Regions from separate parts of the Mus musculus genome. Here all the other regions are linked to region 1. The links are chromatin contacts, called in public Hi-C and HiChIP or PLAC-seq maps. All regions are on one chromosome and are shown on one strand. The core of a region is the stretch at or near the end of the contact, and the rest is flanking DNA. Distances in the headings are between cores, read along the strand shown. Region 1 holds the start of Sema4g (sema domain, immunoglobulin domain (Ig), transmembrane domain (TM) and short cytoplasmic domain, (semaphorin) 4G). Region 2 holds the start of Bloc1s2 (biogenesis of lysosomal organelles complex-1, subunit 2). Region 3 holds the start of Fbxw4 (F-box and WD-40 domain protein 4). Region 4 overlaps Cwf19l1 (CWF19-like 1, cell cycle control (S. pombe)).

The links. A called contact is a pair of places that touch in the nucleus more often than the background predicts. HiChIP or PLAC-seq counts read pairs in DNA pulled down with a chosen protein or histone mark.
Region 2: a contact with region 1 is called in a FOXA1 HiChIP or PLAC-seq map of pancreatic cancer cells. The contact joins the promoter of Bloc1s2 here to the promoter of Sema4g in region 1. A contact is called at or near these places in 6 of 39 promoter capture datasets (the C10 cell line, cranial neural crest, hippocampal neurons and 2 more), 1 of 484 Hi-C or Micro-C datasets (liver), 5 of 115 datasets of contacts at active chromatin or transcription factors (bone marrow-derived macrophages, embryonic midbrain, forebrain and 2 more) and 1 of 9 other capture datasets (embryonic stem cells).
Region 3: a FOXA1 HiChIP or PLAC-seq map of pancreatic cancer cells shows a contact between it and region 1. The contact joins the promoter of Fbxw4 here to the promoter of Sema4g in region 1. A contact is called at or near these places in 1 of 39 promoter capture datasets (liver) and 1 of 115 datasets of contacts at active chromatin or transcription factors (pancreatic cancer cells).
Region 4: a Hi-C map of liver shows a contact between it and region 1, with 2.5 times the contacts expected there. The contact joins the enhancer-like site here to the promoter of Sema4g in region 1. A contact is called at or near these places in 5 of 39 promoter capture datasets (the 3T3-L1 cell line, the C10 cell line, embryonic stem cells and 1 more), 2 of 484 Hi-C or Micro-C datasets (both in liver), 2 of 115 datasets of contacts at active chromatin or transcription factors (forebrain and neural tube) and 1 of 9 other capture datasets (macrophages).

The regions. Positions count from the first base shown.
Region 1 is chr19:44,988,041-44,990,740 of GRCm38.p6, forward strand. It overlaps Sema4g (sema domain, immunoglobulin domain (Ig), transmembrane domain (TM) and short cytoplasmic domain, (semaphorin) 4G), which reads left to right and starts at 1,304. Exons shown (of 15, transcript NM_011976.1): 1 at 1,304-1,317.
Region 2 is chr19:44,145,149-44,147,848 of GRCm38.p6, forward strand. Bloc1s2 (biogenesis of lysosomal organelles complex-1, subunit 2) reads right to left here and starts at 1,298. Exons shown (of 5, transcript NM_028607.1): 1 at 1,211-1,298; 2 at 793-909. The coding sequence starts at 1,268. It overlaps Pkd2l1 (polycystic kidney disease 2-like 1), which reads right to left. Exons shown (of 15, transcript NM_181422.3): 15 at 2,489-2,700.
Region 3 is chr19:45,658,883-45,661,582 of GRCm38.p6, forward strand. It overlaps Fbxw4 (F-box and WD-40 domain protein 4), which reads right to left and starts at 1,311. Exons shown (of 9, transcript NM_013907.2): 1 at 894-1,311. The coding sequence starts at 1,147.
Region 4 is chr19:44,127,283-44,129,982 of GRCm38.p6, forward strand. It overlaps Cwf19l1 (CWF19-like 1, cell cycle control (S. pombe)), which reads right to left. Exons shown (of 14, transcript NM_001081077.1): 5 at 1,916-2,130; 6 at 84-202. Among named protein-coding and RNA genes, the nearest start is that of Gm52383, 6.7 kb to the left of the region's middle. Within about 2 kb of position 1,404, at least 7 of the 459 cell types and tissues checked have an H3K27ac peak or open chromatin away from gene starts, as enhancers often do. A contact at or near this core is called in liver, where this site is marked.

The DNA.
Region 1 (2,700 bases), core at 54-2,553:
TGATCTGGGCCCTTCTGTCTAGCAGTCTGCAGCCACACACACAGTCCAAATTCTGAGATTGTATGAGATTGAGTGCCAAACTGTATGAGCTCTGGGGAATCTTGAAAGAGGAAAGTTTCTTCCCAGGCTCTCATCAGTTTCATACGCCACTAGAAGACGACTTAAATTCCTAGGCACATGCAAGAGTCTGCTTTTTAGACTCGTATTTTGGTCCTCTTTGCCCATCATTATCGTCACGGATTTTTTTTTTTTCTTTTTGAAAGGTGGAGAGGTCAAGGCCAGAGGTCAGGATTCACTAGGATTTAAAGCCGAGTTCATTGTTGCTTTTGTTTTTGCTTTTCTGTGATGCTGGAGATGAAACCAGAGTGTCCTACATGCTAGGCAAACACTGTGCCCTTGAGCCCCAACCCCAGCCCTCGATTCGCTCTAAATAGCACTTGGAAAGGAGAGCCGGAGTTTTCAGAGAAGACCATCGTAAAGGAGTTAGGGAAGAAGGCTGAACCTGGCAAGCACAGAATTTTTGGATACCTGGGAACACTGAAAGTTTGGAGGTAAAATGACGATGGAAAATGATAAACGCAATCCCTTGAGGTGAGCCCGGGTTTGGACTGAGATTTGTTGAGTGATCCATACGTAGTGGCATGGCTTTCTTGTGCATAAAGAGCATTCTCTGTATGCTGTCTTTTCATCCCTTCAGGGCCCCATCTCACCTACTCTGACCTCAAACTGAATAGCCTGGAGGGAGCAGGGAGTGAGGAATCACACCTTGAACTGGGAACCAAGAGCTACGCAGAAATCTGATACTGTCGTCCCCATCAGCACACCCGCTCCATAGACCAAAGGCAGGAGGGCATGGCAAACATGTTTTGCAAGAAGTGAGATACAGGTTAGAGAGCAGAGTACAAGACTCCGGGACCCGGGGGTTACGCGTCCCTGCAGTAGGTAAATGGGAGGGGTCTTAGGACCAAAGCAGATCCGTAGGACCAGCCTGTTTTAGGGCGCACGCGGTGGTAGCCCCCCCCCCACCAGGGGGCGGGCGATACTCAGACTGACTGAGCCTGGAAGAAAGGGGACGCCAGGAGCCGTGGGCCTCGAGCATCTCCCACAAATCGGGTCTATTGTGCGTGGTGGGGGTCGCAAAGGAGGGCGGGCACCCTTCCCCGCCCCCGCCTCTGGCCCGCCTCCGGCCCCCGCCCCACCCCCGGCTCCGCCTCCACCCCGCCTCGCTCCGGCCGCAGCCCCTTCCTCCTGCAGCTGGTGCTGTGGGGCCGCGAGCCGCACGTCGCTGTCTCTATGGACCCGGATCCCAGCGCAAAGGTGAGGGAGGCGGGGAGTGCGGGCGGTGGCGGTGCGGGGGGCTGCGGCCGGGCAAAGCCTTGTCCGCATCCATTCCACCCTCCAAGCTAAGCCAGGCCTTTTTCACCGCCGAGACCCCCAATCCCGCATAAAAGGGTTTAGAGGGGCGCGGGCCAGGCCTCGGGTCGCGCAGGGCGCAGACCGGCCTTCTCGGAGTCGGGGGCGCCCAGCGTGCCCGGGACCCGCGTGGAGAACAGTGTTCCCCAGGATCTGGGTCATGTCTCCTGGCGTCCGGCGGGATCGAAGGAGAGCTTGTCCTCGAGCCGCAGCAGTAGATACTGAGGTTAGATCTGTTCAAAGGAGAAAACCTCGAACTGTCCAGGATGGTGGAGGGTGGGGAAGACAAGGGAGAGGCACCCTCAAATCTGAAGAGATCTCCATCTTAGTGGACAGAGGCAAATACCGCTAACCCCAGGCAGACGGACATCAGGGATGAAGGTTGAAAGCCTATTGATCCTGTGGGAGGGGTCCTCCCCTCCCCAGTTTTCTCCACCCTAGGATCTAACAGAAGATGATCAGAGTTCAGCGGGCAAACCCTGGGAAGGAACCCAAACTTGGAGTGAAGTCTGGGGTGTGAACTGGAGACCTTGAACCCGCTTAGTACTGGGGGGAGGGGTGGCATGCTCCACCCCCTGGCCATTAACTCGGCCCTCCCAACAGGTTAAATGGAGCTGGACGCTTTAGCCCAGTTCTCCAGATCTAGAAATGCAATCTGGGGGAGATGGGGAGGGGGGCGTGTGGAGCGGGGCAGGAAGAGGGCTGCTAAGATAGCATTTCACCTTCCATTTGCTAAACTCGAGGATCTCCTCTCCTCCTCCTCCTCCACCTCCCTGGGTTAGCCATTCTCCATTACAGGCATTCACTCCAGGTCAGAAGACACACACACACCACACACACACACACACACACACACCCCTTGGGGTGGCAGAGGGAGAGAGAGAGAGAGAGAGAGAGAGAGAGCAGGACTTTCAGGAAAGGAGACAGGATTCAGCCGTGCATCTGACCCCAGCAGACACTGTCAGCCACCAAGCCTGCAGCCCAAGTCAGACCCCTTTATGCATGTCATGAGTACTTACTTGTCTCTGCCCGAATGTAACTGTGTTTGAGGACTCAGAATACATGTGTGCACTATGCCTGGCCCAATAGCAACAATTCTGTGTGAATGCCCCCTTTACAAATGTGTGTGAACAAGACCGTCCTATTGAATATCTAGCCCTGCTTGTTCACCTCTGAGGATATATGATCCACTGGATGGATGACAGGTAAACAACCTTATGTGGCCTTGGCCCTTTGTGCGCTCTCTCTCTGTCTCTGACTCTGTCTCTGTCTCTTTCTCTCTGTATA
Region 2 (2,700 bases), core at 48-2,547, 840 kb before region 1:
TAAGTGAACGATCAGGCAGAGAAAATCTGCGACTTACAACCCCCCAACTTCTCTACTAAACCTTTCCTCATAGATCCTGGTTCACAAATTGGGCTCACAGAAAAATTTCCTGGGGTGGGGCCTGTGAGAGGGCCCTTGCTACCAAGCCTGAAGATCAGAGCGTGGTCCTCGTGACCTACGTGGTCTAAGAAGAGGACCAACTCTCGAAAGTCGTTCTAAGCCACACACACACACACACACAGAGAGAGAGAGAGAGAGAGAGAGAGAGTAATTTTTTCACAGAGCAGTGAAACAGTATAAGTTCTTATGTCACCCCAGAAGGTCCAGCCTCTGCTTTCTGACTCTGCCTCAGACACAGACACAGATGCAGACGCAGGGACACTGAACTAAAATCTAACCGTGTCCCACGGGTGGGTCAGCAAATCTTCAGACTAACCTTCAGGTTTCATCAAATGCTTGCTTACTCCAGCTCTTTTACTAACTGGACTGTTTCACGTACCCCCCCCCTTCCATTTCCTTCACAACTCTGCTTAAAATATACTTCTCCCCCGGCGGGGCACTTCTGGACTAACAGTGTGGAATTCTTGTTGTTGGCCTTTATGACAAGAGGCCTGCAGATTTGTGTTTCAAAAGTGGTTGGTGTGCTTCCCTGGGGAAAGACAAGGGGGAGAGCGGCTCCTTTCCTCCCATTCAACCATGGACTGACCAGAGGCTGCTAAAGCACCATTCAGATTTCCGTGAAGTCAAATGCAAATACACAGCTGGGATCAGCCAGAAGGGGTTGCGTATCACCTGTCAGTTCCCCAGTCAAATATGTGGCCATTTTGGAGAACATGTCCCGGCAGAGCTCATTGATGTCAGCTTCGGCAGGCTCCTTTGCTTCCTCGGCTGTCTCCACCGCAGCATCATCTGGCAAGGTGTGGGTGGGAGGTGAGGAGTAAACGTCCTATCCCCAGACCTAATCCAGCCAAAGCGGACGGTTCCTAAGTCCCTCCCGACTTGGGCTCCCGCCGCCTTCGTTCTCCTCCTGCCACCATCCCGTCCCTTCTCCTCGCACCCGCCCACCTGAAACGCCAACTCCGTTCCCATGCTCAGGAGCTAGGCTTTCGTCTCAGTGCCCTGACTGCGGTAGACAGGTCCACCGGCTCCTGCATCCGGACCTAGCCTCCCCACCATCAGCCGCCGCATCTCCATCCACACAGGGTAGTACCTCGAGGTGGCTGCTCCTCCCGTCGCGTCGCCGGGACGCCCTCCGCAGCCGCCGCCATGCCCGACCCAAGGCTGCTTCCGGTTCTAAGGGCATCTGCGCGTGCGCCCCGCGGGTGCCCCGCCCCGCCGCTTGCTCACAGCTTCCTTGCTTTGATCGGCTTGCCCAAGTCACACCTCAAATAAGGACCTTTTATCAAAGTCCAAGCATGAAGCTGAAACTGAAGCTAAGGCTATTGCGAATTAGCCCGTTACTGAGATCACAGTACCTGGTTGGCAATGCGTTCGTCCCTGCAGCCACACTCTAGAACGGTCACTTGTGCCAGCCACGGCCTGTCTTGGGTTGTGGACCCATCATAACATGTCAGCTAAAGTTATTGGAGAGAGGTGGCCTCCTCCCCAGACACCAGCACCCTGACATGTTTTGTTCATCAAAGAATTGTTCAGGGATTCGCTTTTACAGGGTGTCTCCCACAAGATTTCGGCCTTGAATCTTCTTTTTTTTTTTTTTTGGTTTTTCGAGACAGGATTTTTCTGTGTAGCCCTGGCTGTCTTGGAACTCACTTTGTAGACCAGGCTGGCCTCAAACTCAGAAATCAGGGATTAAAGGCATGTGCCACCACCGCCCGGCTTTGGCCTTGATTCTTGATGGAATCTCCCTTACCTTTCCCATAGGCCTTGGACTAGTATCAACTCTCTGACTCACATCTCTTGAAGTGCAAGCTAGCCCCTAATGTTTAGTTGAAAGGACCTCTCTTGAAGGAAACTTCCGACGTCACTGACACATAGGTTATCTTGATTATACTTAGTTGTTGCACGCGTCTAGCGGGTTTACGGAATGCTTGGGGGAGGGGGGTGGTGAGAACAGGTGGGGGTGACAGGGATGAATAGAAGGCTCAGTGTGAGGGAATGAGAGTCACTGGAGAGGGGGAAAGAGGTGTGTAAGGGTTTTCAGGATGCAGGCTCCTGAGCATCCAAAATCTTAAGTGTAGAGTTTTTGACTAAGTTTAACTTAGTCTTGGTTATCCTCTAATCTCCTCTCTGAAGACTGATTCTCCCTAGACTGATTCTCCTTCTCTCCACTCCTTTCTATAGGATAATCAAAGTACCCGCCGTTTCAAACATTCCTATGAACCAAGGCTTCTTATTTCAAGATTGCTGGGAGAAGCAACCTCCCTGAGATTGACATGGCCCCCAGTACATTCCAGAGAGTGTACAACAATGTCTTACACTCTTATCCTTCTCTCTTCTCTCAATAGCCCCAGAAGGAAATGCAAAGACGTGGTTTTCTAAAGAATTTTATTGCTAATCACCTTGGAACCTCACATTGTCCTATGACGAAGAGAGCCAGAGACCACCACATATTAGTCCAAAAGATCAATGAATCCTGATAGCCTTTCTGGCTTGATTCCTTCAGGTTTTGTTTGATTCCAGGTTTGAAGTCCCCTCAGTTCCAGCTAGTCGCTGGAACATAAGAACCAGAAGGCAGGCTCC
Region 3 (2,700 bases), core at 61-2,560, 670 kb after region 1:
GTAGGGTTAGGGGGTGTGCAACTGAAAAACTTTTAAAATGGAAATAGGAGTGCATCAAATGATCATTTCTTACGGTTTTTTAAAACTTTATTATATTCGCATATGTTACAACAAAGCAAGAGCAGGGTGCAGTCTGAAAGCGTTTATCCTGACCAGTTCTGTGACTGTCATACACGCTCTCCCCTTCCTGTTTAACAGCCTGAGTGTTTTAGGAATGGTTTGCATCCACGGGTCTCAGATATTACTAGGTCAAACTGCCTATCTTGGATACCGCCTACCCCAAATCCAACTTGATGCCTCACACAGACATCTTTTGTGGGTCCTTCCACCTGAATTAAGTCCTAAAATAGGTTGACAATGGAACTGAAAGGTTTTTTTGTTTGTTTTTGTTTTTGTTTTTTTAAGGTTCTGAGCCCTTTTCTGCACATTTAATTTGATCTGAGCCCTGAAACCTAACAACCTTTGAGAGGGTGGGCAGGACGAAAGGCCACAAAAACCACGTTGGTGGACCTGGGCCTGGGCCCTAGAACCAGCAGGAGTCACCCTTCAGGTCCTGTCTGTCGCACAGGACACAGGGCAAGGAACCCAGGGAGCCAAACCTTTGGGAATACTCATTTTAGGATGGCTAACTGTGAGTAGCCGCCCACGGGGGAGGGTGCCGACTGAGGAATGCTCTCCGGAAGTTTCCTCGGGTTGGGGAATCTTGAAGAGGGGTGACACCAGTATTCCTCGAGGGTGCTGGGGGAGGGGAGAGGGAGGGGGTGGGGGGCAAGTCTGGGCTTCAGTATTCCGGGTGCCACACGGTCCCGAGCCGACCAGGCCTCGGCGCCCCGCCCTTTCCCAGGACGCTGGCCGGCCCGGGGCGGGGAGCGGGCGGGCGAGCGGGCGCTTACAGGTCGGTGCCGAGCCGCGTGAAGCCGGTGTTGAGCGAGGCCCGGGCTATCGGGCGCCAGAGCAGGTCGCAGCTGGTGAAGCGCCGCAGCCAGCGGCAGACTTGGGCCAGGCGGCCGAGGGCCCGCGTGTCGAGGTAGGAGCAGATGAGCAGCAGCAGCTCCTCCGGCAGGCGCCAGAGCGCGGGCCCCGCGGCCGGACGGGTGGCCGGCTCCACGGCCGCCGCTGCGGCATCCTCCGCCGCGTCCTCCGCCATGGCCGTCCGGGTTCCCGGGATGCCGCCGCACGCCTGAGGTCCCTGCTCCTGTCCTCTCTCCAGGCTGTCGTCCTCCCGCCGCCCGGCCCCGACCCTCCGCTCCTCCTTCCCCGGCTCTGCGCTGCCCTCATCCCGCTTCCCGGAGCTTCTCGGCCTTTCCTCCTCGCCTCCCTCGCCTTCCTGTCCCCGGCCTGCCTCAGCCGCCGGCCCCGCTGCCTTCCTCTCCGGCTGCAGGCCCGGCTTTCCTTCCGCCCCGCTTCCTCTTCCGCCGTGCCCGGTACCTGCTTTCCCCTTCCCTTTCCCTTTCCCTTGCTTTCCCCGCGCGACCCTCGCCTCCTGCAGTTTCCTCGCCTCCCCGCCCTCGCCTTCCCTGGGCCCGCGGTTCCCGGGGGGACCCGAGCGGCCCTGGCTGCTCATGAGCGGCCGCGGGGCCGGCTCGACGCACAGCCGAAGACGCCACCGCCTCCTCGAGAGGAGGCGACACCACGTCGGACCGGGTCACATGGGGCGGCGCGGGCCCAAGCCGAGACCCGCCCCTCACGCCTGTATTTCGGGGTGCGAACCCCAACCTGGTCACTGACATCCCCATCTTCTGGAGCACCAGGAACATCTAGTTGAAGCGTGTGTCTTCAAGACCGGATGGAGAAAGCGAGCTTGATGGCTCTCGTCTGTGATCCCGGCATGAGGCTAAGGCAGGAGGATGGCCATGAGTTCAAGGCCGGCCTGGCCTACAGAGCAAGAGACTGTCCAAATTAAAAAGACAGAGACAGACAGACAGACAGATTGCTGAAAGGTTCACAGAAAACTCCCACCTACGTCACAAGAGGAGCCTGTGGCTTCAGGAACTATCAAAGTTGAGCCTCTGCCCTCAAGGGGCCTTTTGGTCCCATGAGGCTTCCTCTTCCCCAGGTTGATGCCTTCTTTCCACAAGCCACAAACCAGATTCTTAAAAAAATGCAAGCCAGACGTTAGAAAGTTCCATTGCCCTTGGTCTCACGAAGGATGTCAACCAAGGTCCTGTAGGTTGTCCCAGTATGATTCGACAACAATGAGGGAGGTAAAACCAACCTTCTAGATCCTGAGTCCGCAGCTCCCAAACGAAGCAGCACGTGGCCAAGCAGGGGTTTTTTAGTAGCCGTTACATAGGCAGAGCTGAATCTACAAGATTACTAGGGATCCGTTTCCCATACCACCCACTGGATCCACCTGAACCAATCTAAGCTTCAGAAGTACAGATCGATGCTGTCCCATTGGATCTGTGGGGCCACTTTAATCACATGTGGCTTCTTTCTGTGTGTGTGAAAGGCAGGGTCTCCAGGTCTGAGCGTGCTGTAAGCATAAGTGAGGTACACAGCTGATTTTGAAGAGCTAGACAGGAAAAAGAATGTGAGATGTCTTACATAATTCTAAACTACATGTTAATTATTAGTAGTCTGGACATACTGAACTGAATTCAGTATATTTCGTATAATTGTTAGAAATCTTTGTATTCCGTGTTATTTCTCTATTAGACAGCACTTAGGAAGTAAGACTTAGGAGAGCCAGGCGTGGTA
Region 4 (2,700 bases), core at 154-2,653, 860 kb before region 1:
CTTAGACTCGAAGGAACCAAGATACATGGCTAAAAGCGAACAAGAGCTGGGAGTTTATAGAGACCCCTGGAGATGCTGCTCACCGGTACGGAAGCCTCTCATAATACGACTTTTCCAAAGCAGCAAAATGATACCTCGGTTTCAAGCTCACGGCGAGGCTGGAGATCAAAGCTGAGCCACAGTTTTTGGTGTCTACTTCTCCCTAGTAAATGGGAACTTGGTTATTGACACAGATTCAGGAATTATAAAGAAATGTAAAGAAACAAAAAACACGTTTTGATATATCTTTCAAATTTACACACAGATGTGAATTTGCAGTGAACTGCATACCTAGGCAATCAAACATGTAAGAACACTGGAATATTATAATTACAGAAATGACACAACTGTTGGAAACCAGAGGGTACAAGGTAAGGCAATCCCTTCATAGTAACCTCTAAAACAAACTTTAAGACTTCTTTTGAAAAGAGGTCTCTATAAACTACAAACTACAAACTACATCTGCATAATACGATTTATAGTGCACGTGTATCACACAGAGTAAGCTGTGGTCAATGCAGAAAGTAAACACTAACACTTAGAGCACCCAGGCTCCAGCGAACAGTCAAGGGCCTCAGAACCACACAAGCTGTCCTGCTGTTCAGACAAGGAAATGGCACAGCCACACCGATGCTGGAGAGCTTACCGGTGCTTTAACCCAGCACCCGGGAGGCTGGAGGCCGACGCAGGCAGATCTTTATAAATTCAAGGACATCCTGGTCTATATGGCAAGTTCCAGGACAGCCAGGGCTATATAGAGACCCTGCCTCAAACAAAACAAAACAAACAGAAGCTTGCAAGTAAAATATTGTCATGGTAGATTTGCTCACAGAATACTCCTAGCTCTCACCTTATGTTTGCTAAAGAAAGGTGACTGACCTTGAACTTGGTTGTAGTATCACAAAGATAGCCAAGTATATTGCTTTCTTCCTCATAAAAATCTTATATGGCTGTTTACAAACTCTGACCAAAGTCTCCCCCCCTACTGCCCTATGCTGGCTTTTGCTCTCCCAGAATGAGGGGCACCCTTTCTAGAAGGGAAGGAACCACAGCTGGTAAGGAAACTAGGCTCTTGGTTGTCAAACACTCTCCCTGATGACACTGGCATCCTGCTGACTTTTATGATCACAGACACTTAGTGCTGAGTCAGGGAGGACGGGTCTACACACAGGTCGCTCTGGGACAGCACTGAATTCGGGATCCAGTTGTGAGGGTTTATTCCCAGATTCAGTCTTACATTCCCCTCCACTGAGGCTCAGCTGATGCTTTCTACCCTTACACAACCTTCCCAAGGTCTTCTTAGGCATTGTTATGTCATAGTTTACAGTAACTGCCCCTTCTCAGGACTATTAATAAAAATACAGGGGTGGCCTCCAGGGCATTCCAGATTTGTGTCCATAACAGAAATTCAGGCTCAGCACCTTGTTCCCTATCTGTAAATATTTACACTATTGGACTCAATTTCACAATGACCTGATTTTGAAATATACTGTGATAGCCAAACCCAATATTCTGGAACGGAAGGGGAAATAATGCAACTGGAGGGATGCCAATAGCTATAGATCTCTCCACTGGGAATTAATAAACTTACAAAATATACAAAGAAGGCTAAGGGAGAATACTGGTAGAGAACGTAATTCCAGGAACCATTTGCTTATAATTAAGATTCCACAATCTTATCTGCAAATTATATTTTTATGAGATCAACTGTTTTTGTCAGTAGATGTACATTACAGAATCTTGAATTTTTTTCACAAAATGTTTCTAGTAAAAGGTACTAAGAGTTAACATATTCAAAATAGAGAGAAAAACTTTAAACCCCAACTTAAGCCAGTATAATTTGCTTTAAAATTGCAACTGAACAAGCACTACTCACAGAGGAATTCCCAAAGCTCCCCACGTACTTGGGCCACGGGGACGTGAGTAAGATATCAACACCTTTAAACTGGGAAGCCGAGCACAGCATTGTTCTCAGAGAAGACACATCCTTGGGACTAAAGCTGTGGGCTGGGACTGGTTCATCTAAGGACTCGGTCCCACTGAGGTATACAATCTGTAGCCCCGAGCTTCCAGTGAAGACACCTTTCCGACCTGGATTCAAAGAAAAATGAATGAGTTTTAGACAAAGCTGCAGGAGGAAATGTGGCACTTCCTCCTTCCCAAGGCTCCATCTCCTGGCTCTCTGCCTTTCCACTCATCTGAGTAAGTGTGACTTACTCAGAGTAAGCTACACTCTGGCTGCCATGTTCCCTAAGTTTGAAGAGCTCTTCTGTGGTGGCTGCTGGTCACTGACCGGAGTGCAGTGGCCTCTTACCCTGCACTCAGATTCTATGAACCTGGTGTCTACGCCCTAGAGTGCCTGTTTCCCCCGCTCCCCACCCATGCCAGCCTGTCACCACAGTACTGTCACCTCCTGGCTTCCCCTCACTCTACCCCCTTGACAGCTTGATTCTCTTCTCAGCTTTATTTTTCATGGTTGTAGATGTTACCAACTCCCCAGGATCTATAGTAGTCGATCTACTCTAGAAAGAACAATCAAATTCTATTCAGCTGCAGTGCCTCAGGCCATCACAGGTCCAACAGGACCACTGCCTGAAAGAAGGAACTGAGTGGAATTCACCAAATAAAATGGCTGACAAATACAGTAGTGTTCTTAACACA